3 separate regions of the Rattus norvegicus genome follow, and all the other regions are linked to region 2. The links are chromatin contacts, called in public Hi-C maps. All regions are on one chromosome and are shown on one strand. Each heading gives the region's core, a stretch centred on a gene start, on an enhancer-like site or on the middle of the called end of the contact. The rest is flanking DNA. Distances are from core to core; before and after follow the strand shown.

The links. Hi-C and Micro-C count contacts between places; a contact is called where the count stands out from the background.
Region 1: a contact with region 2 is called in a Hi-C map of liver, with 2.2 times the contacts expected there. The contact joins the enhancer-like site here to the promoter of Cct4 in region 2. A contact is called at or near these places in 6 of 12 Hi-C or Micro-C datasets (the A7r5 cell line, Schwann cells, hepatocytes and 2 more).
Region 3: a contact with region 2 is called in a Hi-C map of Schwann cells, with 7 times the contacts expected there. The contact joins the promoter of Xpo1 here to the promoter of Cct4 in region 2. A contact is called at or near these places in 9 of 12 Hi-C or Micro-C datasets (the A7r5 cell line, Schwann cells, frontal cortex and 4 more) and 1 of 1 datasets of contacts at active chromatin or transcription factors (oligodendrocytes).

What each region holds. Positions count from the first base shown.
Region 1 is chr14:101,386,167-101,389,994 of GRCr8, reverse strand. LOC120096542 (a long non-coding RNA gene) reads right to left here. Exons shown (of 3, transcript XR_005493052.2): 3 at 1,249-1,849. Among named protein-coding and RNA genes, the nearest start is that of Xpo1, 46 kb to the left of the region's middle. Within about 2 kb of position 1,729, at least 10 of the 93 cell types and tissues checked have an H3K27ac peak or open chromatin away from gene starts, as enhancers often do. A contact at or near this core is called in hepatocytes and liver, where this site is marked.
Region 2 is chr14:101,191,045-101,194,992 of GRCr8, reverse strand. It overlaps Cct4 (chaperonin containing TCP1 subunit 4), which reads right to left and starts at 1,936. Exons shown (of 14, transcript NM_182814.2): 1 at 1,676-1,936. The coding sequence starts at 1,802. LOC134481877 (a long non-coding RNA gene) reads left to right here. Exons shown (of 2, transcript XR_010057758.1): 2 at 1-3,948.
Region 3 is chr14:101,432,636-101,436,224 of GRCr8, reverse strand. It overlaps Xpo1 (exportin 1), which reads right to left and starts at 1,775. Exons shown (of 24, transcript NM_053490.2): 1 at 999-1,775. LOC134481879 (a long non-coding RNA gene) reads left to right here and starts at 1,979. Exons shown (of 3, transcript XR_010057760.1): 1 at 1,979-2,451.

The sequences.
Region 1 (3,828 bases), core at 480-2,979, 200 kb before region 2:
TGTACACGTGCAGGCCAGAAGAGGGCACCAGATCTCATTACAGTTGGTTGTGAGCCACCATGTGGTTGCTGGGAATTGAACTCATGACCTCTGGAAGAGCAGTCAGTGCTCTTAACTCTGAGCCATCTCTCCAGCCCCCTTGTTTTGATTTTTAAAGGGGAGTGGTTGGGGCTGGGGATTTAGCTCAGTGGTAGAGCGCTTACCTAGGAAGCGCAAGGCCCTGGGTTCGGTCCCCAGCTCCGAAAAAAAGAACCAAAAATAAATAAATAAAAAATAAAGGGGAGTGGTTATCTTAGCTCACAATCCCCACTAATAGACCATCATAGCAGGGAAGTTAAGGTGGCAGGACTCACACTTGGGGTCACATGGAGCCATAATTAGGGTCACAACTGGGGCTACACCTGGAATCACACCTGGGGTCACACCTGAGGGTCACAGGGCAACCATGCCAAGAGCAGACAGAAAGGAGTGCATAGGGTGGAACATAGAAAGGGAAAGAAGGAAGACTAGAAACAGCATGCTGATCTGTGCAGACAGTGACAGGCTGGCACTTTTGGTTTGAGGTGGTATGGGACGATGTGAGCTGGCTCAGGGCAGCTCCATACATACAGTTTCCTAGTATCTCATACAGCAGCTCTACCTGATTTTTTAAAAAAAATAGTACCAGTTTGTTGTTGTTGGTGGTGTGTGTGTGTGTGTGTGTCTGTGTGTGTGTGTGTTAAGACAGGGTCTCACTTGGTATTCCTGATTCTCCTGGAACTTACTTTGTAGACCAGGCTGGCCTAAAACTAAGAGATCTTCTCACCTTTGCCTCCTGAGGTCTGGGATTGAAGACATGTGCCTGGCTTGACTTTTTTTTTTTTTAATACTGAGCTGTATGTGGTAATATACACCTTTAATTATAGCACTCAGGAGGCTGAGGTGCAAGTACCTTTATGAATAGAATGAGCTACAGGCCAGCCAGGGCTACATATAGAGATCTTGTCTCCCCAAAACAAAACTATGTAAATGTATTTCTACACACACACAAACGCCTGCTTGTCTTGCCAGAAGAGGAGGTCAGCTCTCCTAGAACTGAGTCCCAGAGGGTTGTGATGTAGGTCTAAGGAATTGAACCTTGGGTTTTCTGCTAGGACAGCATGTAGCTGGTCTTTGCTATTTGTGGGTTCTTCTTCCCACCCTTCCTCCACCCCTACCCACTCCCACCCCTGTTTTGCCCTAATAATAGACAGGAGAGACAGAGAGTGGGGTGTCTTAGGGTTTTACTGCTGGGAACATAACCATGACCAAGGGAACTCGTATAAGGACAACATTTAATGGCTGGCTTACAGGTTCAGAGGTTCAGTCCATTATCATCAGGGCAGGAACATGGCAGTGCCTAGGTAGGCATGGTGCAGGAGGAGCTGAGAGTTCTACATCTTGTTCCAAAGGCAAACTGGAGAAGACTGGCTTCCAGGCAGCTAGGAGGAAGCTCTCAAAGTCCATGCCCACAGTGACACACTTCCTCCAAAAAGGCCACACCCACTCCAACAAATGCTTCTCTCTGGGCCAATCACATACAAACTATCACAAGAGGAGACAGTTACAGATCCCTGAGTCTAATTTCTTTCCTTTGTTTTTTCTTTGAGCCCAAACTACTAACCACACCCAACCCCCTGAATGACCAACAATCGTCTATGCCGCCTCGTAAAGTCCTTAGTGTTTATATAACCTCTGAAACGTTCCCAGAATTCCAAAGGCCTCACAGGCGCAGAAACTGTCTGCAGCTGGGAAGACCACGCCCCTCTGAAGCACCTGCAATCATAGTCAGCTGATACGGGCAGTGTGACGCAACACCCGATCTCCGCACCTGGGATTAAAATGAAAGCACATTCTTATAATATTTCTGTGTTTTTTAAAGAAGCCAAAACTGTTACCACACAGCAAGTGTTCCTCACCCCCCACTCCCTACCTCAAAACAGCCAGGGATTTTCTGTGTGGCCCTGGCTGTCCTGGAACTCACTCTGTAGGCCAGGCTAGCCTTAACTCAAACTCAGCCACCCGCCTGAGGCTGCCTCCCGAGTTCTGCGATTAAAGGCGTGCGCCACCACTGCCCGGCCAGCGAGTGTTCTTAACCACTGAGAAATCTCTCCGGCTTCGATTTATTTATTGTTTTATTTTTTAAGGTTTATTTTACTTTAACATTGTGTGTATGTGCGTGTCTGTGTGGGAGTATGTGCACACGCGCCCTTGGAGTTCAGAAGTGTGTATTGGGGCCCTTGGACCCATTCAGGATATCAAGATACTTGATAAGGGTGTTGCGAACCATGCTCAGGCCTTCTGCAGAGCCCCACGTGTTTTTGTTTGTTTGTTTGTTTGTTTGTTTGTTTTTGTTTTTTCCGGAGCTGGGGACCGAACCCAGGGCCTTGCGCTTGCTAGGCAAGCGCTCTACCACTGAGCTAAATCCCCAACCCCAAAAATGTGTAGCCCAGGCTGGCCTCGAACTCGTGATCCTCCTGCCTCTGCCTCCTTCAGCAAATCCTACCGGCGTGCGCCACCACAACCGGCCATCCCCACGTGTTTTTTTAAACTGCTAAGCAATCTCTCTAGCGTCCTGTACATGTTCTTATCGTCAGTTGTAATCTGAATCCATTGAAAATTGGGGTCACTTTACTTCTGTCTCTTAGCCAGGAAATGACTTGATTCTGAAATTGCAGGAATCTGTGCTGAGGAATGAAGGCAAGGACACAGCATAATGGCGGAGAAAGGGAGAAGAGGCGTGGCGGTGTAGTTAGGCTAACCTTGAACTAGCGATCCTCCTGCCTCCGGCCCCCAGCGTTAGGTTACAGCAGGCTTCCTTCATTATGCATTGTATTCTCCTGGTTTTGGAGACTGGGTTTCACTCTCATCTGCTGGCCCAGAACTTACAGCATTTCTTCTGTCTCAGTGCTCTGAGTACTGAATTACAGGCTACCACCAGCACAACATTTCTTTCTTTTTTTTTTTTTTAAAGATTTATTTATTTATTATATATATAAGTACACTGTAGCTGTCTTCAGACACACCAGAAGAGGGCATCGGATCTCTTTACAGATGGTTGTGAGCCACCATGTGGTTGCTGGGAATTGAACTCATGACCTCTGAAAGAGCAGTCGGGTGCTCTTAACTGCTGAGCCATCTCTCCAGCCCACAACATTTCTTAAATTGATGTATTGAATTAAAAACTAAAAATCCCTTTTGCAGAATGAGTTGTCTGTCAGTGGAGTTTAAACATATGAATCCGTCATTCAAGTCTTGTAGGCAATATACATTTACTATAGCTGTTTTTTTTTTTTTCCCCAAAGCAATATTTTGAAAAATAGGGCACGGCTGTGGTGATGCACGATAGGTGAGGTCAGGAGGATGTAGAACTCAAGGCCAGTTTGTGCTAAGGAGAACAGAAAGGAAAAATAAAAGAAAGGATAAAATACTGTCATAGCCCAGTAAGTGCTCTGTCAATACAGCTCTCTTTCTCTGTGTGTGAGTGTGTGTGTGAGTGTGTGTATCTGCCTGTGTGTGTGTATCTGCCTGTGTGTGTCTGCCTATGTGTGTGTGTATCTGCCTGTGTGTGTATCTGCATTGTGAGTGTGTATCTGCCTGTGTGTGTGTGTGTATCTGCCTGTGTGTGTGTATATCTGCCTGTGTGTGTGTATCTGCCTGTGTGTGTGTATCTGCCTGTGTGTATGTGTTTCTGGCTGTGTGTATATGTGTGTGTATCTGCCTGTGTGTGTGTGTATCTGCCAGTGTGTGTGAGTGTGTATCTGCATGTATGTATGTGTTTCTGCCTGTGTGTATATGTGTGTGTATCTG
Region 2 (3,948 bases), core at 687-3,186:
TAAACTCCAGCTGTATCTGGAAGAAGCCTTTCTTACTCCCTAGGGTTTTGTTCTAACTTGGAAAAACTAGTTTGCCCTTTGCTCTTTTAGTAACTAGATAGCTTTACAGGCAATTTGGTAACCAATCCTTCCTACGTGCACGACTCCTGTCCTGTTTTAATTTTTGTGCTTTTGACAGGTGCTGGATAGTTTATATCAAGTTGACCCAAGCAAACTAAAGTCATCTCAGAGGAGGGAATCTTGATTAAGAAAAAGTCAATTGCAGGCAAGCTTGTAGGGCATGTTCTTAGTGATTGAGGGGAAGAGTTCAGTCTATAGTGGGTGGGTGGGGCTATCCCTAGGCTGGTGGTCCTGGGCTGGTAAGAAAGCAGGTTGAAGGGCTGGAGATGATGGCTCAGCAGATGGATAAGAGCACTGGCTGCTCTTCCAGAGTTCCTGAGTTCAATTCCCAGCACCCAGCAACCATATATAACCACGGTCCTGTGGGATCCAATCCTTCTGGTGTGCAAATATACAGACGAAACACCCATATACATAAATTACATAAATAAATCCATCTTTAAAAAAGGTTACTCTGTAATCTGTTTTTTCACAGTAATAGAAACCCTAGCAAAGATGGCTGCCTGAAGTAAAAACATCCCATTTTGTATATAGCATACACTCTTTGGTCACTCAATCGGCTCGATTTTTCAACATCCCAATAACTCCACCACCACATACATAATTAATGAACCCAATAAATTTCTAGGTGTCAGGTATTCACTCCAAACTTCCAAAAGACTCTTCGACCGACCACCTTGCCAACTTCTCCAACTCCTTAAGGTCCACCCTGCACCCTCACAGCACCAACACACTGCGGTCACCTGGGCTGGTTGACTGCAATACTCCCAAGGTTTACTTCGTACAGGTTCACATTTAATTCTCCCAGCAACCCTGCAAATAAACTGTTCCCTCACCCAACTTACAGCTTTATTGAAAATAAAGCCAATGATTCCCTGGGTTCCAGGACTTTCCAAAGACAGGACAGCAATTTCACTTCTCGAATCATGCATCTTTTTCTCCAACCCAAATAAACCCTGGCAATATCTCTAAAAGCTTTGTTCTTAATTTTCCTTCCATATTTTTTTTTCTTCTCCAGTTCGGTTTCTCTAAATGTTCACAATTACAGAAAGCAAAGATTTATCTTCCCCGGACTGATAGTAAGGGAACTTTGGTTCAGAGGTCAAAAACATGAAATAACACATGCAGAGAATAAAACTCAGGCCTGTCTGTTTTTCATCATGTTCCCCACGTGCAGGTTAAGTGGAATTTATGCTGTCTATCCACGGAACCAAAAAAGAAAGTTCATTTAACTATGCCGTCTACCACTAGGTTTAACGAACAGCCAAGCTTTAGTTCTGAAGCGTCAGATCTCAAGGATCATTGCATTTCAGCATCTTATACCATCCGTTGTCCGCACCAACGTGACGAACACCGCCCAAGCCCGCAGGGGATGAACTAGGGAGCACCGCGACCCACAATGGGGCGTGTCCGAGGCCTCCACGCCGGAGTACTCAGTAGAAAGCTGCGCCCACCGGACGAGACCACCTCTGAAGGAACACAACCCACCCAAGGCTAAGGTCACAGTGAGAGGCTGGGCCGTATTGCCGCTAGGCGGGCCGGCGAGGGGTGATACCTTTGGCCGCGGAAATGTTGCTGAAGCGGATCTGGGCCGGTTTGTCGCGGTCCTGGTAGGCGCCTTTCCCGCGGTTGCCCGGCCCCGCTGCGGGCGGCCCGCTTCGGGAAGCTACGTTCTCCGGCATGGCGACTTTGATGGCGTCTGCGCGGGTTCAGGAGGACCGATGGACACGGATTCCGGCCTGCTGTGGAGTAACGGTCTCCCTGGCCGCCGCCTCCACGAACCTTCCAGAAAGCGACGCCGGGAGAGAAGGCGGAAGCCGAAGAAGGGGCCTGCGGTGGTGCCGGCGCAGATATGACGTCAGGGGCTGTCCGCCGCACGCCGGCCGCGGAGCTCGCGCGCGGAGATCCCGGGAGCGGACAGTCAACCGGTCCCTGTGCCTGGGCGCTGAGATGGAGCGGGAGGTTTTAAAGGCGTGACAGGTGCCATTCTATGTAGACCGGAGCCACTCGCTCCTGCTAGTCATGTTGACGAAGCCGTGACAGCCCTGGCTTTGTTCCGGAGTGGGTGTGGCGCAGCCGGCATTTTCCAGACATCTATATCAAAATTCTAAATTTTATTCCTAGTTTATTCACTTTGCAAAGGTGTTGGAGGAAAAATTTGCCATGAATAAGTTTCTTCCCTTGTGTATATATTTTTTGCCTGCCTAGGGGTTTAAATACACTGGTCAAATGGCACAGAATCTTAATAGTTGTGGAGCTGTGACTGCCTGCCAAATCCAGTCTGCCTTCTAGTTACGACCTCTTCCATAAACGTAGCCACTGACTCTTAGGGAACATAAACATAGTAATAACTGATTAGTAGTTATCTGCTGAACAAAGTGTGAAGCCTTTACACCCTTTACCTTACCTATTCCTCCTCATAATCCCGTGAAATAGGTGCCATCGTCTTTGCTTTATGGATGATGGCACTAAAGCCCAGGGTCAACCACAGTAAGGCGATGGAATCTGTCTCTAGGTAAACTTCCAAGGTTTCTATAAGCACTATCATTGACTAGGGAAGTTTATATAGGTAATACCTGTTCACTAGTAGTTCACAGTTAATCATTGAGAACCCATAAGGTGCCACATGCCTGCAGTAGGTTAAGGAAAAATTGTTTTATGGACTTAGTCCTGTGATCACGAGGAGCTTTGACACGAACTCAGGCTATTAAGACTAAGATGAAGTTTTCAAGTCCTCCCCCACTGCACCACCCCCTCCATCCGGGGGATACATCTTTTTCAAAGACTAGTTTACCCCTCCCTCACAGTACATAAACATTCTATGGCAGTTGAGACAACTGGTTTATATGAAAAGAACAGGTGCTGGTACTGTGGTGGTTTGAGATGACCCCCCCCCACCCCCAGTTTCAGACAAATACTTGGTTCCCAGTGGGTAGCTCTGATCAGAGAAGCTTAGAAGGTGTAGTCTTGCTGGAGTAAGTGTATCACTGGGGACAGAATTTGTTTCAAAAGTTGCCAGGCATTCCCAGCTGCTTCCTGTTCACAATTTGAGATGTGAGCTGCCCCTGCCCCATGTTTTCCCTGCAGTTCAAGTGTAAGTCCTGGAACCATAACACCCCCACCCCCCCAAAAATCTTCCTTCTATAAATTGCCTTCGTCGACATGTGTTTGTTTTTGTTTTCGAGATAAGGTTTCTCTGTGTAGCCTTGACTGTCCTGGAACTAACTCTCTGTAGACCAGGCTGACCTGAAACTCACAGCTATCCACCTGCCTCAGCTTTCCAAGTGCTGGGATTAAAGGCCTGTGTCACCGCCACCCGGCATAGTCATGGTGATTTAGCGTTTTATCACAGCAATAGAGAAGTAACTAACACAAGTACTCTGACTTCTCCTGCCCCTAAAAGCAGGAGACAAAACTACCACCTGAAAGGGGCCTTCACTGTGCTGCAGGAAGACACTTCTTCCCAGGGACAGGGAAGCAGAATGAAAGAGGTCCAAGCCAATCTCTGCCAATCATGCTGGAAATCTGAGTTCACTGCCTCATGCACGGATGTTTCAGGGAATTCTTCTTTTCTGCAATAGTTGGATTTATCTATGGTTTCCTGACCGAACGGCCTGGGTGGACTGTCTGCATAGTTTGCTTTCTTGTGTTTGTTGACATTTTCTCCGTGGCCCATCTGTCACTGACATCCCTTGAAGTGGTTACCTGTTCAGACTCTGGTACAGAAGACAGAATCGGGGGACAGAAAAATTAAGACACATGCTGAAAGCAACTGATTGGGGGCTTTCACCATTCAGCACCTGTTTCAGGTGAGCTGAATTGATTTCA
Region 3 (3,589 bases), core at 526-3,025, 240 kb before region 2:
AGTTCACATGAAGTCAAAAAACAAGACGCTACAAAAGACTGTTACTCGGTGTGTGGGCAATCGCCTGCTTCATTCAGTAAGAAACACACGCCTCACTAGGAAGGGCCCGCCCTCCCCTGGCTTCCCACCCGAACGACTCTCAGCACTTCTAACTATAGCTCACAGGAGCACGCATTCACCCCGCCCATACTCGGAGGAGGCATTTAGACCCGGCGCCTTAAGTTCACCGCCCTATTCTCTCTGCAGCATGTCCTCTGAGTGATCCGAGGTCCCGCCTCGGCGAGTATTCAGTGCATCCTCTACAACCACCACTTCCTCTCCTCCACCCCAAACTCAAGAAACCAGAAGGAGAATCAGGGAGGGCATCATTCACTATGTTCGCGGTTCCACCAACAAGACATGTAAGCCCCGGGCGAAAAAAAATCCTATAACACGGAACCTCACTTGCAGATCCCCGAAAAGAGAAATTAACTCGGTTTTTTTCTACTTCTTGTTACACACACACAGACACACTCACAAAACCAACAACAACAACAAAAATTCACCCACAAGGCTTTCGAGTTTCTTCACAGAAGAAGGGACTCGGTAGCCCCTCCCTCCCCCATCCCAAGCTCTCCACCGAGGGGGCCACGTGATGCAGGCGGACGTTTCAATGCTGCTGCACTAAATATTTCTGGAAACTTCCACTCCTAATAATTTACAGAGACGTTCCTGAAATCACCCCAACTCTCCCCAGCCCTTTGGACTGGGGAAGCCCTTCCACCCACGCGCAGGGGCTCAGACTCACTACCACGCTCCTCGCCTTCCTCCACCGCCACCCGCACACGCCGATGACCCAGCAAGCACTCCCCTCCCGCGGCCGCCTCCCCGCCTCCATCACCGAGCGACAGAAGCGCTTCCATTCAATCGCAGGCTCTGCCGAGGGCCCCGCGCCCGCCGCGCCTCATGCCCGCCGCGCCGCCGCCCGACCCTCGGCCCCGAGCACACGACCGACTTACCCAGAAATTCAACCAACTGCTTCTTCCTTCCTTGTCCGGGCTTGGGGCGAGGGAAGGTGGGGAGGAGGGAGAGGGGAGGAAATCAAGGTGGGTTTCACAGTTTTCCCACCTTAAAAAAAAAAAGAAATTAAAAAGCAGAGAAGGGCAAAAAAAAAAAAAAGCTCAATATTTACTATTCCAGGGACAACTCCACCCAACACACACGCACACACACACGCGCGCACGCACACACACGCGCCCCACCAAAAAGGGGAATTAATCCGAGGAATAAATGCTCCCGCCCGGCTGGGGAGAGGGAAGAACGGGGGAGGGGAGCGGGCCGGTCCGTGAGACGGAGCTCAGGACCCTCCAGCCACAGGCGGCGGCGGGAGCAGCAGCGCGAGTCCGTACGGCCAGGGCCGCTCTGCCGCCAGTTGCAGTCCGGCTCCCCCGACCACACAGGGTTCCCTCGCTCACGCCGCTCCGGCGCCGGCCCCCCCAACCCGGGCTAGCCTAAACTTTCCCCCCTTCGCGTGCTCCTCAGCGACTGGTGGCTCCCCCCTCCCCCTCGGGATGGTTGCACGACTGCTGCAGCAAAGGCTGGAACAGGTACGGCTGCCGGGGCTGTAGCTACTGTTGCTCTTGCTGATGCTGAAGCTCCCGCTGCTCCTGCCGCGGCCGCTGCAGCCGCTTCTCCCCCTCCTCCTAGTGCCTCAAACTCGGAACCGGTTGAAACCGGTTCAGACTGGGAGATTCCATCTCGGTTGAGTTTTCAGCCCATGGCGCCGCGGAGCGTTTGGAACCTGGGCCTCCGCCCCCAGGCCGCGCGCCCATTGGTCGGCCCCGGCCACAGCCGTGTCATCAGCCTACCTCCTATTGGTCCGAGCGCCCGTCAGTTCTACCTCAAGGCTCCACACGAGCCTGCCGCTTAGGCCCCCGCCTCTTTCCAGCAGTGATTTGCCCGCAGAGTGGGGGAGGGGAGGCGGGGCGGGACGCAAAGGAGTGAGGGGGGGTGGAGGAAGAGAAGGTGGGACGTAGAACAGAACCCAGCAAAGAGGAGAGCGGAGAAGCCTCACGGGGGATTGGCTGGAGTCAGCTGTCAGTCAAGTGCAGCCCGCCTTCGACATCCCTTCCCCCTCGCGTGGCTCCCCCTCTCCGTCCCTCGCTTGTAAGCCCGGCCTTTTCGGCTCGCCCATTGGCTGGGCTCCTTTGGTGACGAAGAGGGTGGGGTTCGCCCGTGAGCTGAAGGAGGCGCGAGTTTGAGCGCCGCGCGCGCGCCGCTCTCCTCTCTGCTTTTCCCCGTTCCCTGGCGGCCCGCCCCCTCGGGCTCCCGCCAACCTCAGGGGCCTCGGCCTAGGGCCCCAGCACCCGCCCCTCGGATGGGGTCTGTGCTCGCAAAAGGGAGGGCACGCCCTGTTTCTACATCGAGATAGGCGGAGGCGAAGGACCGCAACGAACACATAGGTGGCAGATGGTAGGCCCTGGGCCTTGGATCCATTGTAAAGACCTGGGTTTGGACACTGCAGTTGGGGACGGGAATAACACGGGCAGAGGCTGGCATAAACTGTGGGGAGTGCAGTTTTGGCGCCTCATGGTCTCGGAGTCCTAGAAACGGTTAGTTACTGGGCAAACCTCCTTAGAAATTTAACTCTCTCCCCAGACTTGCTTCAACAAGAAGTTAATTTCAGTCCTAAAAACACTGAAAGCCCTTTTACCAACTTAACAGTGCATATAGACTGACCTTGTGTCAACTTATTTCAACTTGGTGCCCTTAATGTCCGTCGCCCAGAGGTTAACAAATGGCTCCCAAGTGCCAGGTCAGTTTTACTGATTAGGCTTGCTTAAGACAACCAGCAGTTGGGTGGTGGTGACACACACTGGGAGGCAGAGGCAGGCACATCTCTTGAGTTGAAACACAGCCTGGACTATAGGGAGAGCTCCAGGACAGACCAGTTGACCTGGCATAATGGCACAGGCCTGTACTCCCAGCACTTGGGAGGAGGTGACAGGAAGATTAGGGATGTAAAGCCATCCTCAGCTACAGAATAAATTAAGTGTCAGCTGGAGTCAGAAGATGCTATCCCTATACACAGAAACAAATGTTCGGAACACAAATCTGACTCGTTAAAATCTGTTCTACCCCCATGAATAGGGATATGGAGATGTAAAAAAACGGAGTCTGATACCTGAATTCAATAGGTATGGGAGACGTTATGTGCAATGCTCCATTGAATACAACATATAGCCCCACGAGGAAGTTATTTTTTACACAACATTTCTGCCCCGGAATACACATACAACCTCATACTACCCTATATTGTTTTCGTTTGTTTGGGTCAGGGGCCGCTTGGCACAGCTCAAGTGTGGAAATCAGAGCACCTTATTGAGTTAATTCGTCAGTTCCTTTTTCTCTTTTGAGACAGGGACTTGATGGATAGCCCTCACTGGCCTAGAACTGGCAGTGATCATCCTGCCTTTACCTCCCGAGTGGCCCTGTACCCTGTAACTACATAGATTACAGGCTGACCTTGAGCTCAAAATTTTCCTGTGTTTGTCTCTAGTGCTTGCTGGAATTACAGGTATATGTATGCCCTTCTGAAAAATAGTCTTTG